Linked DNA regions of Hordeum vulgare: regions 1 and 2 are each linked to region 3. A link is a contact called in public Hi-C data. All regions are on one chromosome and are shown on one strand. The core of a region is the stretch at or near the end of the contact, and the rest is flanking DNA. Distances in the headings are between cores, read along the strand shown.

Evidence for each region. Hi-C and Micro-C count contacts between places; a contact is called where the count stands out from the background.
Region 1: a Hi-C map of leaf shows a contact between it and region 3, with 4 times the contacts expected there. The contact joins the enhancer-like site here to the promoter of LOC123426698 in region 3. A contact is called at or near these places in 3 of 6 Hi-C or Micro-C datasets (leaf and seedling).
Region 2: a contact with region 3 is called in a Hi-C map of leaf, with 1.8 times the contacts expected there. The contact joins the enhancer-like site here to the promoter of LOC123426698 in region 3. A contact is called at or near these places in 2 of 6 Hi-C or Micro-C datasets (leaf and seedling).

What each region holds. Positions count from the first base shown.
Region 1 is chr2H:471,170,947-471,173,646 of MorexV3_pseudomolecules_assembly, reverse strand. No RefSeq gene overlaps it. Among protein-coding and RNA genes, the nearest start is that of LOC123426698, 97 kb to the left of the region's middle. Within about 2 kb of position 1,421, at least 3 of the 3 cell types and tissues checked have open chromatin away from gene starts, as enhancers often do. A contact at or near this core is called in leaf and seedling, where this site is marked.
Region 2 is chr2H:471,366,535-471,369,234 of MorexV3_pseudomolecules_assembly, reverse strand. No RefSeq gene overlaps it. Among protein-coding and RNA genes, the nearest start is that of LOC123430272, 70 kb to the left of the region's middle. Within about 2 kb of position 1,369, at least 2 of the 3 cell types and tissues checked have open chromatin away from gene starts, as enhancers often do. A contact at or near this core is called in leaf, where this site is marked.
Region 3 is chr2H:471,267,930-471,270,629 of MorexV3_pseudomolecules_assembly, reverse strand. LOC123426698 (U-box domain-containing protein 27-like) reads right to left here and starts at 1,282. Exons shown (of 1, transcript XM_045110570.1): 1 at 1-1,282. The coding sequence starts at 875.

The sequences.
Region 1 (2,700 bases), core at 172-2,671, 97 kb after region 3:
ATAACAGTTTAATGCTCTCACAAAAGATAGAGTTGACACTATAGCGGATGTTCATTCCTACTAGCTACCATATGCTAAAGTTTACAATATGTGCATAGTCATCCTATTTTTCATCGTGCACAATAGTCAATCAATATACGATGATGTATACTAACTGTTGATACGAGGTTTATGTAAACAAGTGGATTAATGTTGACCTTCATATTTATTTAAATCGTGCCCATATTTTTTTTTAAAACACATTGAGTACACTAAAAAAATCATGTAGTCATTACATTTTTATGTAACACTTTTTATCATGTTGTTTGTTGTCAAAGGATTTACAAATATCTTCCCATATGTATAAGGGGGTGTTTTTTTCCGTTGCAACGCACGGGCATGTTTGTTATAATAATAAAGAAGCTACTGTCGTTCTAACGGTTTTACAAAAACGTCCCTTGTTATTTCAAAATCAACCCGTGGTTCTCCATTAAGTAAAAAAAAGTTTCGTCTTTTCAAAAAAGCCTGTGTCCTCCACCGGTCCTGGGCTCACCGTTCGGTCCGCTGAGGAGGAGGCCGGTCCGTCGACGGCGGCTCCGGCGCCGGCGAGCGTCGCGGCGGTGGTCAGAGGTGGAGGCGAGGCTGAAGGGCGCGTGGGGCAGCCGGATCCATGGCGAGCCGGGCCGGATCTTGCGGCGGGAGCGACCAGAGAAATCCGAGTATCATCCATCCCCCAAATCACGCGATGCATCCGAGACCAACACGCGCGAAAGCCGCCCATGGCACATGCATCACCGACGACTCGTGGAGTGTCCGGGCGCCCCATCTTCCTCCTTTAGGAAGATCCACCAGGGAAGCTGGAGCCTGAAGTCGCGTCATTCGCGAGTCCGAGCGTGGTCAGGCTCCATGCGCCGGTGCGGCGGCCCCGGCGACTCGACGGCGGGCTAGAGAGCGGCATGCCAAGGACCAAGAGGCAACGGCGAAGGCGAGGCCGTAAGCAGCCATTGGCAGAGCTGGAAGAGGGCCCAGGCGGCGAGCATCGTCTCTGCGCAGCCGACGCCGTGACCACGTCCAACGGCGCGGTGGCCGTGTCCCGCGGGCGGAGCACGGCGTGACGCGAGCCGGCGGGGCGGGCGAGGGCGAGAGCCTCGGGGCGGGCGGCCGAGGGCGAGGCCTCATCGCGGCCAACGGGCGGAGTGTGGGCGGCCACGGCTTGACGATGTCGGCCGCAGGCGCGCGGGCGCGGGCACGAGTGGGCGCGGCGCGGCGCTGCCAGGCAGAGGCCACTTGCACGGGGCAGCGGCCGGGTGGACGGGCGCGGTGCGGTCGATGCTCGGAGCCGGTGCGGCCGCCGGGCGAAAGCCTGGGCGCGGGCGGCCGAGGGTGAGGCCTCGGTGTGGCCTTCACGCGGTAGGCGCCGCGAGTCCCTGTCGTTGTGGCCGCCGAGTGCACTGTGGCTGCGCCACAATAGAAATGTTGGGGACTCCACGCCGCGTGCCAGTCATTGTCCGCTCTAGTCCATCGCTCGACATTGAGGATGCGGACGTAGCGGCTACGCTCCGATTGTTTCTGGCGACCGAGGAGAGCCGTTGTTGGAGATGTAGCCAATGGCTGACTCTCCGTGTGTTGGCGCTCTCCAACTGCTGCGTGCATAGCAATCGGAAGGTAGCACCATGTTTTGGAGCCATTAGATCAAGATTTTTGTATGAGCATGACTGCTTGATCTTCTCTCACTCTGATTTCTATCTTCCTCGAGGCTAAACCCGTGGAATTGAGGGTCACATGAGATCAGGACCGTCGCAGTTGTTGCGTCCTTCATGCCGATTTTTATTTCGTCTGGCCTTTCCGTCAGGCTAAGGGGGCGATGCAATAGCCAGGAACCGCTGCGCCGATGGAATCGCTCTAGCCGGGAAGCAGTGCTGATAACGTGTTGAATTGAATCGAGAAACAAACGATAAAGACAACAAAATGATTCAAATTATACCCTTTTCATTGATGATGATGTCTTATATAGAATTACAAAGGGTGCCTCCATGAGGTGTCTATACAAAGGGACATGAGCAACCGACATGCCAAAAGTAATTGCCTTGGTAATTAAGAGAAGCAAGGATTAACATAATTCTCTTCCTAATCTCTCCCTAATAATAAAGCAGCTACTGCTTTTGTCGTCCGTCGTGGGGTTTTGCAAAAACGTATCCCAGTTATTTCAAAATCAACCCACGGTCCTCCATTAAATGGAAAAAAACGTTTCGTCTTTTCAAAAAGCCCATGTCCTCCACCGGTCCAGGGCTCACGGTCCGGTCCCGATCTAGCCGAGGAGGAGGCCGGTCCATCGATGGTGGCTCCGGCTCCGGTGAGAGTCGTGGCGGTGGTTAGAGGTGGAGGCGACGCCGACGGGCGCGTGGGGCGGCAGGATCCATGGCGAGCCGGGTCGGATCTGGCGGCGGGCGCAATGCACCATGCGGCGAGGCGGCTAGAAAGGAGGCGGCGGCGCGCGGCAGCGCAGGCGCCCGGGGCGGCGAAGTGCGGCGGCGGCAGCTCGCGGCAGTGCACGTGGCGGGGCGACTAGTGGTGTGCTCTCCCATCACGCTCATCTCCTCCTCACCCCCTTCTTCCTCCCTCACTCACTCCCCTCCCCCACTCACTCTCAGCAGTTGCCGCCCAAACGGAGGGAGAGAGAGGCATCTAGCGGGTTCACCGGAGGAAGAAGTGTCGAGTTCG
Region 2 (2,700 bases), core at 120-2,619, 99 kb before region 3:
CCCATGCACCATACTGTACACCATCAGCAGCCACACTGTGGACATGAGAAAGGCGAAGATAGTGAAGCCGAAGGAACAATCATTCCACAGTCGGCCGATCCCCCTGGCGTCTTCAAGGTTTCCGTGGCCAGTGTCTTACCGGGCACGAGAATTTGGCTCCTCCGGTACCACTAGGGGGAGATGACGACGAGACCCCGTGACGGCTTGGCGATTGCATGACTTGGGTCCTGTTGTAGCCGAAGAGTCTGCTTCGTTTGGAGGCGGTCGGGAGCAAACCCACGACCAAGCAGCCTCAACAAGGTATGAACACCAACACCCCACCTACCCAATTAGTGTCGCCTGTCATGCCGGGTGATAGCGGACGGCGTGAGGAAGAGGCTCCATTAGTGGCTGATGGTGTCGCCACCGCCGAAGAAGCAATGCAAGATGCCATGGACGAGGATGATGACCCTCTACAGTATCTCAATATTAGCGCCTATGACGACGGAGGATTGATGGCTCACGAGCATGACTCAGGGTTTGAGCGTGATGAGTTGATGAGTCTGTACAAGGACGCTACAACTAGTTAGCAGCAACGTGTTTTTGGACAAACGCTACTGCTTAACCTAGATTTCAGTAGCGCTGTTTGACACGCGCTAGTGCTAAAGGTTAGTTGTAGCGCCTTATCACTAACATGGCTGCCCTCGCTACTGATAGCCCTTTAACCCACGCTACTGCTAGGGCTTCCCTAACAGTGCCAATTCACTAAGTTTGATTAATATAAGGAACTAGGGAAATAATTGGATGATACAATGTACATATTACCTATTTACCCGGCGGAGTGCGTGTGCACTAAAATTTCAATAGTTAGAACAACTCCAACCGCGCGATCCAAACGGACGTGCGCTTTGTTCGTGTTTTGTCCGTTCCGTGTCCGCGACAACGCAAATGATGTGTAAATTTACACCCATAATGGATCGCAAACGGATAAAAACAAACGGACGTCCGTTTGGGTCAACACGTCGGGTCGATCTTTTTATCCATCACGACCTAAACAAACGCGCGCGGACGAAATAAATCGGAACATTGGACTTGCTCTTAGAGAAGATCAGAAGAAGGAGAGGCGGGTGGTTAGGACCTGCGCGGCTGTGAGTTGTACAGTCAAGGTCGGCGACCCGGCGACTAACGAGGGCGGCGGCACATGCGCTCCATTCGAGTGAGCGAGTCAAGGGTTTCCCTGTTGCCGATCGACAAATGTAATCATGGAAGTGTCAACCTCACGATTGGTTTTGTGTTTTGATGATCTGATCGATCTGGAGGTGGGCTAACGGGCTGAAGCCTTGTAGTGTGAAACGATGTGAAGCCTCGGGCTCGGCTTCTATGCATCACAAATTCTCAAATGTTTGCTACTATGTGGATAGGTGCTAGTTGGCACACGCCTAGGGCAACAGCCCTAATTGCCCCATTACCCAATTTCAACCCTGATCACGACTTCAGAATGGAAAAACCCTATTTAACGCTCTTTGAGTTAAATAGGCGGGTAAACGCACAAGCGCTGTGAGGGAGCGACAGGTTTTGGACCGGACCATTAGCACTTTCACCGATCCCAGTTTTGGGAACGTTCTAGAAATTTCTAGCCGTTTTTTTTTTCAGTTTTAGGAACTTTCTAGGAGATTCCTTGAACCGTATTTTTTTTTATTCTTTTTGTTTCTTTTTCAAAAAAATCTGGATTTTCAAAAGAGTTCCAGAATTTGAAAAAATTGTTCTGGAATTTGAAAAAAAGTTCCGGAATTTGTAAAAATGTTCAGGAATTTAAAACAATGTTTCAGAATTTGAAAGAATGTTCCTGAATTTGAAAAAAATGTTCTGGAATTTGAAAAATGTTTCCGAATTTGATAAAATGTCTAGAATGTTTAGAAAATGTTCCAAAATTTGAAAAATGTTTCGGCATTTGATAAAATGTTCTGAAATTTTAAAAAATGTTTCGAAATTTGAAAAAATGTGCCGGAATTTGAGAAAATGGTCTAGAATTTGAAAAAATGTTCTGTGTTTTTCAAAAAATGTTGTGGATTTTCAAAACATGTTCTTGAAATTCAGAAAATGTTTTTGGGTTTTTAGTAAATAATCTGGATTTTAAACAATTTTTCATAAAAATATTTCAACAATATTAAGAAAATGTACTTCTGAATTTGTTCGCATTTTTATAAAATTGTTCACAGTATAAAAAATGTCCATGTTTTCAAAAAATGATTGGGAAATTCAACTTTCGGTCGTTGTCATAAAAAAATGACAAGAAAAAAATAAAGAAAAAACGAACCAAAAAATTAAAAAAAGAAAGGGAATAAGCAGACAAGGGAAAAAAAGAAACAGAAAAAAGGAACTGGACCGGCCCAGTCTGGCGACCGTCCTCTGTGACCGAGGGACTCCCTGCCGCAGAATGGAGGAGGTAGGAGCTCCCCTTAGTATGTATATCATCATCATGTTTGCACAGAAGTTACGGGAGCATAAAAATGGTTCCCACACCTTCTACCCACATGCACATGCAAGCATACACTAAAGGACAAAAGGTTCTCGCAATTTGAAAATTCAAAACAACTTTTTAGCTGATTTCGTCGGTCCAATTCACAATAATATTTCAAATAAAATATCCTCCACATGGAGACCTTCAAAACTAGATCCCATGTTGATATGTTTCGACGATTCTTTCTTGTGGTCAAAGGT
Region 3 (2,700 bases), core at 33-2,532:
CGCGACCCTGCGATGGCCGCAAGGCAGCTGAGGCCGGTGTCCATGGCCTTCTTATCAAGGCCGCCCTTCTCGTCGACGGGCCCGACCAGCCGTACCAGCTCCGTCACCAGCTCGGACGATTCCGCCACAGCCACCTTTGCGTCGGCGCCGGCATTGGCGAGCAAGAACTCGGCGAGCCTCGCCGCGTCAATTCTGGCCTCCAAGCCGCTCCCGCCCCGCAGGACGCGGGCCAGCGACGCCGCCGAGGCCGACGCGTCGACGGCGAGGCCGGCGGCCACCCGCCTCTTGTTCGCGTCCTCGATGCCATCCAGCGCCACGATCGCGGCGAGAACCCGGACGGCCGCCTCCACGCCCGCGACGCTTATCTGCTCACCCTTCCGTCTAAGCACGGCCGCGACGGTCTCCGCGGCGGAGCCTGCGCCCACGAGCGCGTTCTTCTCGAACTCGTCGACGTCGTCGTCGGAGAGGTAGGCGGCCAGCTCGCGGAGCGCGGCGGAGGGGTCGGCGCCGGAGGAGGCGACCTGGCGGACGAGTGCGGCGGGGGAAGGGCCGGCGAAGAAGGCGGCGGATCCGGCGACGGGCGAGCAGGAGGCGGCGGAGGCGGACCAGTGGGAGATGAGGCTGCGGAGGGTGAGGTTGGGCGTGAGGTCCGTGGAGGGGAGTGGGAGCATGGTGGCCGGGCAGGTGGTGTTGCCGGAGTCGAGCCACCTCTGTATGGAGGCGCGGTCGTATGTGACGCCGGTGCAGAGGCTGACCGGCGAGCGCATGACGTCGAGGGAGATCGGGCAGCGGAAGAAGCTGGGGATCTTGACCTCCAGCCCCTGGTGCTGGGGCGGGAGCCTCATGCCGGTGGTGGTCTTGTCCTTCCTCACCATGGCTATGGCTACCTGCTCTGCTCCGTTCTTGCGGGGAGGTGAGGTGCGTGCGTGGAAGCGGCAGCAAAGGGGGAGAGAGGAGGGAGAGCGCTGCGGCGAGGTGGGCGTTGTGGTATATGAAACAGAAGTGGTGGTGGTGGACCGACTGGTCTTTGCGCCCAGCGCCCTGCTCTTCCGTGCTCGTGCAAAACGCTCCCTACCGCTACCCGTCTCGGGTTTTTCCAAGGGAGCTTCCCGTCTGCAACCTTTTATGGAAAATATTCAAAGCTACCGCTGGCATACATAGTGCGGGCGTTCCAATCCGTATCGGGCCACGGATCGTGAGGATTCCGCGTGTCCCCACGTACTGCAAAAACTTGCAATAATTAGAAATTATCGCGGTATATCAGATAATGGTACGATCATATTTTTAATGGACTAATTACTGTCTCAATTTAGAGGGTGTGTATTTTTTAGGAAGGTCATCATGCCGCTTTATTGACATTCATGGAAGTTGTAGTAAAAAGATAAAAATTAGTACTTCAAAATGATTTGACTTTCACAAATGTGTTTTCATGATGAAATTTTGCAAACACTTAGAAATTTTATCAATGTTCCTCGTAGAAATAAAATAGATTTTTTGATCTGTTTTGAATTTTTTATAATTTTACAGTTCAGGCAGGCTCATTTGAGTTCGGACATAAAATAGTTGTGTCCAGGTAAGCTTGCAGTATCAATTTCCAAACGGTTTCATTTCTTTTATAAAAAACTGTTTCATTTTACTCTATTTGTATCAAATACTTGGAGTTGAGAAAACTAGTACAAGTTCCTTGACTATAAATATTGGAAAATGATTACCTTCAGCCGATGGATCGCACACAAGCGATCCGCCACCTCCTCTTTGCGACCCACGTATGCGTGTCTTTGCGTCTCTCTTTCTGCAACATTTTGTGTGTTGCAAAATTGCCCTTCGCAACAACACTCGTGTTGCGGAAAATAAAAAGCAAAAAAAAAACTGCAAATATTCTCTGCAACATTGTCTGTGTTGCAAAAAAATTTCCGAAGCAACACCCATGTTGCAAAAATATATATTCGCAACACAAGCAGTGTTGCAAAAAATTCCGCAACACAACCTATGTTGCACAAAAATTCTGCAACACAATCTCTATTATAAATGTTTTTGAAACAAGGCCCTTGTTGCAAAGTAGAAATAACGTTCATCCTGCTAGATCCAACGCCGCGCGAGGTGGTGGGAGTGCAAGGCAGAGCTCCGGCCAAGTTGTTTGGAAGAAGAAGAAAAAACTTATATAGGGTTCACCTTATAAAGTTGTCATGTGATTTCCGCTTTCGTCAGGTGCTTATTTGCATATTTGGTTGGGTTGCATTGCATTAGGGAGAGTGTGTGGAACACAGGAAAAAGGAGGCATTCAAAGGCAAGGTGGGACGAGTCAAACGAAGAAACGAGAGGTGACGTACAGCGCGGGGTGAGGGGTCGCTTTCCCCGGGCTGCTTTCCTCCTTTCTTTCTTTTCTGCCCCTCGCTCTCCGGTTCCGATGGGAAAATGGAAGCGCCTCTGTCTCGGAATCATTCTGGACTAAGCTGCCGGATTTTGTTCCCCTGCTTAGTCAATGGTCAAACACGTCGCGATCTCCACAATCGGGGCGAACCCAAAATTCCACACTGGCGGTGGTGTCGACCGCGCGGCTTCTTTGCTTCCTCTCGCGTCCATCTCTCGGCCTTGTCGCTGCCGACGTTGTTTTGTATTCTTACGGATAGCCGCGGGAGGTTTGTAAATTTTATTGGGTGATATTGCAACACCGGCGTATACTCTGGTAAAAGCTAGGCG